2 separate regions of the Pan troglodytes genome follow, and region 2 is linked to region 1. A link is a contact called in public Hi-C data. All regions are on one chromosome and are shown on one strand. The core of a region is the stretch at or near the end of the contact, and the rest is flanking DNA. Distances in the headings are between cores, read along the strand shown. Region 1 has its middle 59 kb from the start of HIST1H3A. Region 2 has its middle 20 kb from the start of HIST1H3A.

Region 1 (5,905 bases), core at 1,415-3,914:
CTCAATATTCAATCAGCCAAGCCACAGGCAGCAGGCCCTTGGACATCACTGGACAACAGGGAGGAGCCCCAGGTGGGTGAAGGAAGGTGGAAGAGAGACAAAGGGCCTTCCAGGAGGAGGGTCTGGCCTATCTCCACAGTCCCCAGAGCCCCAGGCTATCTTTCTGCTGTGGCCAGAGGACGTTCCACTGGAACCCTTCACAACCTACAGCCAAGACTCACAGTGGAGGTCTCTGGGCAAGTCCCCCTTGGTCCCATTTTATAGATAAGGAAACAGTCTCAGAGAGGCTGGATGACTTGCCTTGCTTAGGTCACACAGCTAGTAAATGGTGAAGTCAGAGTGTCCCCCGCTAACCCCCCAGTATGAGGAAGTAAGAATCACTCTCCATGAACCCCAGAAAAATATGTCTTTATGTTTCCGCCCTCACCCCTACTAGAGAGCCTGATTCGAAACAAGTGTCAGGAACTGTGGGTAGGACAAATGAATGAAGAATAAACAGAAAAGGATGGAGGCAATCCACTGCACGAGGTGCATTCTGCCTGTGCACAGAGGATGAAGCCTGTCTCTCTTGAATGGGCTGTAAGCCCTCTCAAGCTGCAGGGATGCGGTGGTGGGAAGGACAGCCCCGGAGCTGTAATGAAGGCAGCTGGGTGGTTCCCACCTGAAGCCCCAGGTCTGGCGCCCCTCCCCATAGGCTTCTCAGGATTCCACCCTCACTGTGCGCCAGGGCAGGCCTGAGCATCACCCTAGGGGAGGCCAGGGCTGCTGGGGAGGGGCAGCTTTCCAACCTCAATGGGAATGAAGAGGGCGCCATCAAACCAGCACTGGCTTCCGCCTCTTCTGCAGGTGAGAGGGTGGAAAGCCTGTGCTCGTTCCACCAGCTTTTTGGATTTAATGAAAAATTCACAACGTTCAGGAGATTGATTTTTGGGTTTTTTGTTTGTTTTGTTTTGTTTTTTGTTGTTTGCTTTTTTGAGACAGGGTCTCACTCTGTCACCCAGGCTGGAGTACAGTGGTGCGACCTTGGCTCACTGCAACCTCTGCTTCACTGGTTCAAGTGATTCTCTTGCCTCAGCCTCCCAAGTAGCTGGGACTACAGGCGTACATCACTACGACTGGCTAATGTTTGTATTTTTAGTAGAGACGGGGTTTCACTGTCTTGGCCAGGCTGGTCTCGAACTCCTGGCCTCAAATGATCCACCCACCTCTGCCTCCCAAAGTGCTGGGATTAGAGGTGTGAGCCACTGTGCCCCGCCAACGTTCAGGAGATTTAAAAGCAGCAAGTGAGCAATGGTATTTATTAATGGGTCCCTCCCCAGAACCAAGGGGCCCCAGGAAGGCCGAGGCTTGAGTGGCCAGGGTGAGCTGAGGCTGGTGGGCCAAGATATGGCCCAGAATTCCCGTGCAGTTCTGGAGCCTGAGTGGCCATTTCCTCCATCCCTCTGTGTCCAGAGAGATGCTCTACTGAGTTTGGCAATGCTGTGGTTGAGCGAGGGTGGGAGTCCCCAAGCCAGGTGGGACAAGCAAAGTCAGAATCTTCACAAGGAGCACCCACTCCTGGTAGAGCTACAGCCTGGGAGGCCGTGCCTGGCACATCTTGGGTGCCTGGCCAGTGAGGGTGCTTCCTGCATGGCCTCCCGGTCTCTTCCAGTCGAGCCTAGTGGAGCAAAGGATCTCCCCTAGGAGATGGGGCACAAGAGAGGAAACAGGTAGGAAGGGGCCCAGCTTCAGCATCCTCTGGCCAAGGAAGGGTAGAATCCTCCTGGACTCCGTGCTGGAGTGGATGCAGAGGGAATGGGAGGGAACCAGGCTCAGAGGCCCGTTAGAGAACGTCCTAGGCGCCCATCAGGTGAGCCGGCAGCATGCTCCAGCTGAACCACAGGCCCATCCTTGGCCCTGGAGCCATTTTTACCACGGAAGTACTTATTTTACAGTAAGACTCATTTCCAAATCCGCTGGCCTGTTACAAATATTCATTTACACAGGTGATTTGCCTACAATTTACTCAATGAGAAAAATCCCGTTGCAAATAATTTTGTAAGTGGAGGAATCCCTTTTCAAGCAGATTATCAGCTTCTGCTTGTTGGGATGGATCTCCTTTTACCGAGCACGCTTAAAGGAAGGGCTGTACATCATTTTCCAGGCTCGTATTGAGCAGTGACAAGATCACAGCTTTGGTGGGTGGTGCACTTGGAAATGAGGGGCCCTGCCTCCCACCTTCCTTTAAAATACAGTCGTAAGGCAGTTAGTAGGACATCGTCAGTGCCCTTGCTAAGAGAGTTCCCACGCGGGGCCTCAGGGGCGGCGGGGCCGCCTTCCCCCACGGCCAGCCTAGGGAGCTTGGGAATCGCGACCCAATGCACAGACGGGCAGTGCTCGCTCTCTCTTCACAGGCGGGAAACAGAGGCACAACGAAGGCTAGCACCAGCCCCGAGGTCACACGGCGACCCAACTCGGTTCTCTGGCCGGCGGCCTCTGTTGGTTCCGGTCTGGGAAAGGGACCCCGCAATCGTCCCCCCGGCCGCCAGCAGCGCCAGGCCCCCCGCGCAGGGGCCGGGGGTGGCGGGCCCGCCGCTGACCTCCCCCGCCCGGCCTGGGTCCCGCGCTCCGCGGGGTGACGGCAGCCGGGCGCCCTCTGGTGGCCGCCGCGCGCAGCAGGAGGGAGCGCGGAGCGTCGGGGCCTGCAACCGGGCGGGGATGACGGGGGCCGGGGACCCTGCACTTTGGGACGACCTGGCCTGGTGGCCGCGCTTCCTTCGCTACAAAAAGGAAGCACATCTTGGAAACACCGAACTTCTGTGACACCAGTAGTTACACCTGGCCTCTGAATCGGGCGAGCAGCGCCCTCGCGCCCCCAGCGCTGAGCAGGGGCGGGCGGGGAGCGGAAATGGTGGCTGTGGTTGTTGCCGCGCGGCTGGGCGCCTGGGGAGCCCGCGGAGGGGCGCGGCCGCCAGACCCCGCCCGGCCCGGAGGTGAGGAGACCTCAGCCCCGGACGCCGAGGCCCCGCCCCGCCGGCGATGCACCCCCCGCCCACCTCCGCGCCCCTTTGTTCCGCGACCGCAGTCCCGCCGAAAGCCGCACTGAAGAGCCCCAGCCTGGCCGTCCCGCGGCCGGGCAGTGCCCAGTCCCGCGGTTTCCCGCCGCCTCACCAGTCTCGGGCTGGAGGGGCCCCGGCGCTGGCGTGGCCGCGGCTCCCACAACGCAGCCAGGACTGCACTCGGGGCTGCTGGGGCCCGCGTGCGTCCCGGGCGGCTCCACGCGGCGGGGTCGCCCCCGCGCCTCCCACCCCCGGCCTCTCGGGGCCGCCGGCTCGCGCGCCCTCCAGGCGAAGGCCAGGGGCCGCAGTGAGGGGCAGCGAGTGGCGGGCTCCTCCGCACCACCCCCGGGCTTTATAATAAAAGTCGCCCTTGTTTAAGAGCCGGGTCGGAGGCGCCGCTGTCTGGGCGGTGAAAGCCGAAGCGAGAGCGGGCAATTCGCTGCGGCGGCGGCCGCTTCCTGGGCGTCGGTCCAGTGCCCCGGCCCGGCCTGGGAGACCCGCACCAACCCCGGGAGGGAGGACGGGGCGTGGGAGCAGCCTAGGGGCCGAAGCACTGCACGCACGGCCGGCGCGGGGGCAGAGGGGAGACAGGGAAGCCTGAGCTCCGTGCTGCTGAAGGCTCCGGGGATGGGTGGGCGGCGGTGAGGTAGCCTTGCCCGGGCCCTGCCCGCGTGGGCGCTCTCTGAGTCTCTGTCGCGTGACGGAGGCGGGACCTAGGCTGTGTCTCCTGCGGGGCGAAAGCACGGAAGAGATCCGAGGGCATTTCTTGAGCCTGGCAGGAGGCCAGGGGTTTTACAGGGCAGGAAGGAACCTGGAGGAACCGAGGAGCCACGTTGTTGGTTGGAAAGAAGGGTGGCCAGGTGGGGAGGAGTCTGGCAAAGGGTCCCAGACAGCAGGAAGGGCACCTGTGAAGCCGCCCTGCCGAGTGTGTGGTAGAGGCGGGGTGAAATGAGCACTGCTCATAGAAGTGACTGTTGTGATTTTTTATGAGATGGAGTCTCGCTCTGTCGCCCAGGCTGGAGTGCAGGGGCGCAACCTCGGCTCACTGCAACCTCCGCCTCCCGGGTTCACGCCATTCTCCTGCCTCGGCCTCCCCAGTAGCTAAGATTACAAGGCGCCCGCCACCACGCCCGGCTAATTTTTTTGTAGTTTTAGTAGAGACGGGGTTTTGCCATGTTGGCCAGGCTGGTCTCAAACTCCTGAGCTCAAGTGATCCGCCCCTCTTGGCCTCCCAAAGTGCTGGGATTACATGCGTGAGCCCCCAGCCTAAAAGTGACTGTTTACTACAATAAGTACAAATAATAGGTCACCAGCACTTGTCTGCTAAGGCCCTGGGGCTGGGTGTGTTTAGGGGACCCCTCTCCTCTCCAGGCCCTCCCCAAGCCTGCCCACTGATGGGGAAGCTGCAGGGCTATCCCTCCAAGGGGAGGCCCTGCCAGGCCAGGGAAGATCCAAGTGGGTGCTCACCAAGCTTCCTAGGTTCCCAGTTTTCTTGAAACAGTCATCTCCCATGGTTGCCTTTAGCAATTCACATCCCCTGACTCTTTAACATCTCGGTCCTGGCAGTTTCTTGGTATGGCACCATCTCCCTATGTGGACCACAGGTTATCTATCACACTGACCCGCTGTCCGTCACACACAATCACTCACCTGTGACACTTGGAAAGGACTAGCTCCACAGGCCTGGCCAGGGCCCAAAGGGAGGTGGCCAGCAATCGAAATCAACCCTGATGACTAAGTAGAAAAGGAGTCCTTGGGAGTATTGTGGGGAGCTCAGGGAGCTGACCAGGAGTCTGGATGGCCACAGCCACAGCCGGGGACAGTCTTGGGAGGTGACTGTGGTCACCACCACTACTGGGCTGCAGCATCGCTGAATGCAGCCCCTGCCACAACTCCACAGGCATCGGCTGTAATGATGGGCAGGGGTGCTGGGCACCACAGCGGGGAGGGATGGCTCCTGTCCCTGCATCTTTGCCTGGGTTAGCTAGATGCCCAGGAAGGGAGAAGGAATGCTGCCCCCTTTAGCCTTTGAGGTGGGAGGAGGGGCCCTGGCTCCCATGACAGCTCACAAAATGGGGATTGCCACTTACTAGGAGGGGTGTGTGGATGCTGATCAGCCCACCGAATGCTCACCACTGAGGGGCTGCAGCGGCCAGGTGTGAGGGGAAGAGACTGCAGAGAGGTGACAAGGCCGTCAAAGGAGAGGAGCCACCACTGGGGAGCCTGGTGGCTCAGGAAGGCAGCTGGTGTGGGTGTGGGAGAGTCGGATCAGAAGGCCAGCACTGCTCATCATGGAGCACCTGGGAGAGCAGCAGCGACTCAGCTCCTGGCACCAGGTGAGGCAGGAAAATAGGGTCTGCAGGCAGGGAACATAAGGCTGATTCACACTTCAGCTCTAACAGGAAATATCCTCTCCATAGGGCATATCAGGTAAATGACTTTGTAACTTTACTTCATCCTCTCTGTTTATATAGGGCATACCCGAAGTAACCAATGAATCCTCTAGGGGGTATTTAAACTCCCCCAAATTCTGTAACAGGGCCTTTTGAATCCTACACTCAGGCCCATTCCCACACAGTGGAGTGTACTTTCATTTTCAATAAAATCTTCATTCCTTCCTTGCTTTGTTTGTGTGTCTCTTCCAATTCTTTGTTCAAGATGCCAAGAACCTGGACACTCTCCACCTTTAACACAGGGGTTGTTTAATTTACCTTTTGCCTTAGAAATATAAAAAGATACACAGTAAAGGTGTGTAAAAGGAAAGGCCTCTTTCACCCTTACCCCACCCCCATCCCTCCCTAAAGGTCCCTGTGATTAGCTTGGTGTGTGTCCAGCCCTCCCTCTGCATTTCACACCAATATGCGAAC
Region 2 (5,406 bases), core at 2,242-4,741, 39 kb before region 1:
AGAAGAAATAGGCAGAGAGGAAGAAAGCCAGACATATGTGATCATCTGGAATTCAAAAGAAGAAAGTGCTCCAATGAGGACGAAGTGATCTACGGTGTCAAATACTACTAAGTCAAGGGGAGCGTGAGGTCTGAGAATTGACCATTGAATTTGTAGAGGTCATTGGTGATCCTAATAACAGTTTTGATGAAATAGAGGGAACAAAACCTGATTAGAGGGAATTCAAGAGAAACTAGGCTTTAATCAAACGATGAAACTTCATGTCATCAAAAAGGAGACAAACTGACATCGTACTGAGGACACAACATCACCCAAACTTTTAGCCAAAATGTTTAAACTGAATATAATAAGGATAAAGAAACAACCTGATAAATCCAAAGTGTAAGACACTGGGCTGGGAGCAGTGGCTCACGCCTGTAATCCCAGCACTTTGGGAGACTGAGGCAGATGGATTACCTGAGGTCAGGAGTTCAAGACCAGCCTGGCCAATGTGGTGAAACCCAGTCTCTACTAAAAATACAAAAAATTAGCCAGGCATGGTGGTGTGCGCCTGTAGTCCCAGCTATTCCGGAGGCTGAGGCACAAAAATCACTTGAACCCGGGAGGCGGAGGTTGCAGTGAGCCGAGATCCTGCCACTGCACTCCAGCCTCTGTGACAGAGCGAGATTCCATCTCAAAAAAAAAAAAAAAAATTAGCCAGGCATGGTGGCACATGCCTGTAATCCCAGCTACTCGGGAAGCTGAGGCAGGAGAATCACTTGAACCTGGGAGGTGAAGGTTGCAGTGAGCTGAGATCACACCATTGCACTCCAGCCTGGGTGACAGAGCAAGACGCCGTCTCAAAAAAAAAAAAAAAAAAAAAAAAAAAAAAAAAAAAAGGCCAGGCGTGGTGACTCACGCCTGTAATCCCAGCACTTTGGGAGGCCGAGGCAGGTGGATCACGAGGTCAGGAGATCGAGACCATCCTGGCTAACAAGATGAAACCCCGTCTCTACTAAAAATACAAAAATTAGCCAGGCATGGTGGTGGGCACCTGTAGTCCCCAGCTACTGAGGAGGCTGAGACAGGAGAATGGCGTGAACCCGGGAGGTGAAGTTTGCAGTAAGCCGAGATCGTGCCACTGCACTCCAGCCTGGGCGACAGAGCAAGACTCCGCCTCAAAAAAAAAAAAAATTAGCTGGGTGTGGTGGTGTGGGCCTGTAGTTCCAGCTACTGGGGAGGCTCAGGTGGGATTCCAGATCACCTGAGCCCAGGAGGTAGAGGCTGCAGTGATCCCTGATCAGGCCACTGCACTCCAGCCTGAGCGATAGAGTGAGGCCCCATCTCAAAAATAAAAACAACAAACAAACATAAAAGTATACTTTAAGGGAAGAAACATAACAAGAGGTAAAGAGGCCATTTCATAATGCTAAAGGAAGCAATCAAAAAGGAAGACATCACAATCCTAAATCTGTATGCACCTAACAGCACAGGTTGAAAATATACAGAGCAGAGAAAACTAAAAAGAGAAGTAGACAAATTCACAATCATTGTGGGAGACTTTAAAATATATTTTATATCAGCTGAGAGAAAAAACAAGAAGTAAAGATATAGAAGATTTGAACAACACAATTAACAAACTTCATCAGCTAACATATATAGAGCTCTGAACTCAACAACTGAATTCATTCTTTTCAAATTCACAAGGAAAATTTTTACCAAAGTTGTTCACATGCACAGCTGATAGAAAGCCTAACAAATATTCTTAACTGCAGTTACGTAGAGTATGTTCTTCAATCACAATGGAATTAAGATAAAATTAATAGAAAAATACAACTAGAAACAGACCAGCTGCCTGAACATAAAACAACTAAATAATTCATAGTCAAAGAAAACAATAAAATACGGATTTTTTGAGCCCAGGAGTTTCAGTCCTCCCTGGGCAACATACTCTAAAACAAAACCCAAACAAAAAATTTTAAAAAGAAATACCACATAACCATCAAAAAGACTGAGGCAGGGCTGAGCATGGTGGCTCATGCCTGTAATCCCAGCACTGTGGAGGGCGAAGCAGGCGGATTGCTTGAGCCCAGGAGTTCCAGAACAACTTGGGGCAGCATAGCAGAACCCATCTCTACAAAAAATACAAAAATTAGCCAGGTGTGCTGCTGCGCGCCTGTAGTCCCAGCTGCTCAAGAGGCTGAGGTGAGAGGATCGCCTGAACCCGGGGAGGTTGAGGCTGCAGTGAGCTGTGACCGCGTCACTGCACTCCAGCCTGGGTGACAGAGTGACACCCTGTCTCAAAAAAAAAAAAAAGGGCCGGGCGCAGTGGCTCACACTGTAATCTCAGCACTTTGGAGGCCGAGGGGGGCGGATCACAAGGTCAAGAGATTGAGACCATCCTGGCTAACACGGTGAAACCCCGTGTCTACTAAAAATACAAAAAATTAGCTGGGCGTGGTGGCGGGCGCCTGTAGTCTCAGCTACTCGGGAGGCTGAGGCAGGAGAATCGCTTGAACCCGGGAGGCGGAAATTGCGGTGAGCCGAGATCGCGCCATTGCACTCTAGCTTGGGCAACAAGAGCGAAACTCAGTCTCAAAAAAAAAAAAAAAAAAAAAAAAAAAAAGGCCGATCCAATTTGTTAAATATGTGTATGTATGTATTTTTAGTTTTTGAGACGGAGTTGCTCTGTTGTCCAGGCTGGAGTGCAGTGGCACAATCTTGGCTCACTGCAACCTCTGCCTCCCGGGTTCAAGTGATTCTCGTGCCTCAGCCTCCCGAGTGGCTGGGACCACAGGTGCGTGTCACCACGCCTGGCTAATTTTTGTATGTTTAGTAGAGACAGGGTTTCGCCATGCTGGCCAGGCTGGCCCCAAACGCCTGATCTCAGGTGATCCGCCCGCCTCATCCTCCCAAAGTGCTGGGATTACAGGCGTGAGCCACCACGCCCGGCCAGTTTCAAACATTTGCAAGGTCTATATGTTGTATATGAATTAGTAAAAGAAACATTACACATCAAACCTGTGATTTCGTATAACACCTCTAAATTTGAGTCAATTAAAACATCGTAATAATAAGAGTTCAGTTTTACAATTAGTGCTGGCAAAGCAAAAATAACGAAAGTGGTAGGAGGTCCGGGGATTATGTGAGAGAACGCATGACAAATGTTTAGCATAGAGCCGGGCACACACAGTGAGGGCTCAATTCACGGTGGATTTTATTTGGTCATCATCATCACATTTGGAGCTGAAATAGAACAGTTCTGATTCCAAGTGAAGGGGAGGTAGAGTGGAGGGGGTGGGGAGGGCTAGCTTGGATTTCTGCTAAGATGTCACAGCCTCGGATACCCTCAAGGCATGCCATGCCCGGGCATAGCTGGGTGAGGGGCCTGTGAAGCTTGTTGGTGTGTAAGAGACCTCGGTGGCATCACTGTCAGCGCAGCCGAAGCCACCACGCTAGCTCCAGACTGGTCAGCAGATGGCCGCGCACCAGGCCCTTCCTGCGGCCCGGGCGACTCGTCTCTTAGTGGCGGAAGTAGCCGGCCCCGGACACACTCCTGAGGAGCGCTGCCCGCAGTCTCGGGAAACGGGGCGTGGGGCCAGCTGCTCCTTCCAACTCCTCCTCGGGGGCAGCATGAGGGAGGGTAGCTGTCAGGGCCTCGAGGACTAAGGGTTCAGGGTGCCCGCCGCTCGTCCCCTCCCCCCTCCCCCCCAGGTCGTGGAGGCCGGTCCCCAGCATCTCTCCAGCGTCCCCACTGTCGTGGCTCCGGGGCGGGCTTCTCCCTTTTCAGGCATTTCTGAAATCGCCGCCTCACCCGGGTTCTCTTCCTCCGGCTCGCCCTCCCCAGCCCCAGGTGCCAGAGAGAACTTTCCCCAAAACGCGAAACTGATCCTTTCAGACGCCTCGCGTTCGCCCAACAGCACTTCTAGCCTCGGTCATTGTCACGTGACGCGGCCCCAGGTCCCAGGCCACGCCCCCGGAGCCCGCCATGCCCACCGGGTCCGCCCCCACGCGGCCGCCTGCCCAGGGGGTTCCCGCCACCCGCGCTTTCCCAGGTTTGCCGACCTTACGGGCCCTTCTCCGCCAGCCCTGGCTGGGTCACCCCCACGACCCGGGACTTCCCCGCCGTTCCCTCCCGGGCTGCCTGCAGTGAGGTCCGCTCCTGAGGCCTCAGCCTCGCCGGGGGTAGGGCCCTCTCCCGCCGTCGCCGCAGCTCCTTTCCGTCCCGGGGCCTGGGGGGCACCGTCCCACGGGTGAGGGCCGCCTCCAGCGCCTGGTCCAGCCATGCGAACGCCTGGAGCCCGCGAGCTGCAGCTGCGGCCCTGAAGGTGCCGCACATCCTGCCGAGTGGGTGAAGCGTGGCATTTTGGAAAACAAATCGGGTTAGTGCTCAGCAGCCTCCGGGCCGACGGGTGGGGATGTCATACTATGAACTGAGAGCCCGCGAGCTGGAAAAAACAGTGCCAGTCCTGCCCGCGCGTCTCGGGACTCAGTAATTCCCGGCTCCGCAGCGCTCGAGCCTGTTCTCCGCAGCTTCATCCCCTCTGCCCCGCGAAAGTGACCTCAGGGGCCGGGCGTGTTGGCTCACGCCTGTAATCCAGCACTTTGGGAGGTCAAGGCGGGCGGCTCAGTTGAGGCCAGGAGCTCGAGACCAGCCTGGCCAACAGGGCGAAAACCCATCTCTACTAAAAATACAAAAATTAGCCAGACGTGGTGGCGCACACCTGTAACCCCCAGCTACTCAGGAGGCTGAGGCAGGAAAATCACTTGAACCCGGGAGGCGGAGGTTGCAGTGAGCCGAGATCACACCACTGCACTCCAGCGTGGGTGACAGAGCAAGACTCCGTCTCAAAAAAGAAAGAAAGAAAAAGAAAAGAAAAAAGTGAGGCCGGGCACAGTGGCTCACGCCTATAATCCCAGCAATTTGGGAGGCCTAGGCAGGTGGATCACGAGGTCAGAGGTTCAAGACGAGCCTGGCCAAGATGGTGAAACCCCGTCTCTACTAAAAATTCAAAAATTAGCCGGGCATGGCTGGGCGCAGTGGTTCACACCTGTAATCCTAGCACTTCAGGAGGCCAAGGCAGGTGGATCACTTGAGGTCAGGAGTTCGAGACCAGCCTGGCCAACATGGTGAAAACCCATCTCACTAAAAATACAAAAATTAGCCGGGCTTGGTGGCAGGCGCCTATAATCCCAGCTACTTGGGAGGCTGAGGGAAGAGAATCACTTGAACCGTGGAGGCGGAGGTTGCAGTGAGCCGAGATCTCACCACTGCACTCCAGCCTGGGCGACAAAGCGAGACCCTGTCTCAAACAAAACAAAATAATAAAATAAAATAAAAATTAGCCAGGTGTGGTGGTGTGTGTCTGTAGTCCTAGCTACTTGGGTGGCTGAGCTGGGAGGATCACCTGCTCAAGAGTTTGAGGC

What was found. Hi-C and Micro-C count contacts between places; a contact is called where the count stands out from the background.
Region 2: a contact with region 1 is called in a Hi-C map of induced pluripotent stem cells, with 2.1 times the contacts expected there. The contact joins two enhancer-like sites. A contact is called at or near these places in 3 of 7 Hi-C or Micro-C datasets (blood, induced pluripotent stem cells and stem cell-derived neural progenitor cells) and 1 of 1 other capture datasets (stem cell-derived neural stem cells).

The regions. Positions count from the first base shown.
Region 1 is chr1:23,171,615-23,177,519 of NHGRI_mPanTro3-v2.0_pri, reverse strand. No RefSeq gene overlaps it. Among named protein-coding and RNA genes, the nearest start is that of HIST1H3A, 59 kb to the left of the region's middle. Within about 2 kb of position 2,664, at least 15 of the 24 cell types and tissues checked have an H3K27ac peak or open chromatin away from gene starts, as enhancers often do. A contact at or near this core is called in induced pluripotent stem cells, stem cell-derived neural progenitor cells and stem cell-derived neural stem cells, where this site is marked.
Region 2 is chr1:23,211,741-23,217,146 of NHGRI_mPanTro3-v2.0_pri, reverse strand. No RefSeq gene overlaps it. Among named protein-coding and RNA genes, the nearest start is that of HIST1H3A, 20 kb to the left of the region's middle. Within about 2 kb of position 3,491, at least 16 of the 24 cell types and tissues checked have an H3K27ac peak or open chromatin away from gene starts, as enhancers often do. A contact at or near this core is called in induced pluripotent stem cells, stem cell-derived neural progenitor cells and stem cell-derived neural stem cells, where this site is marked.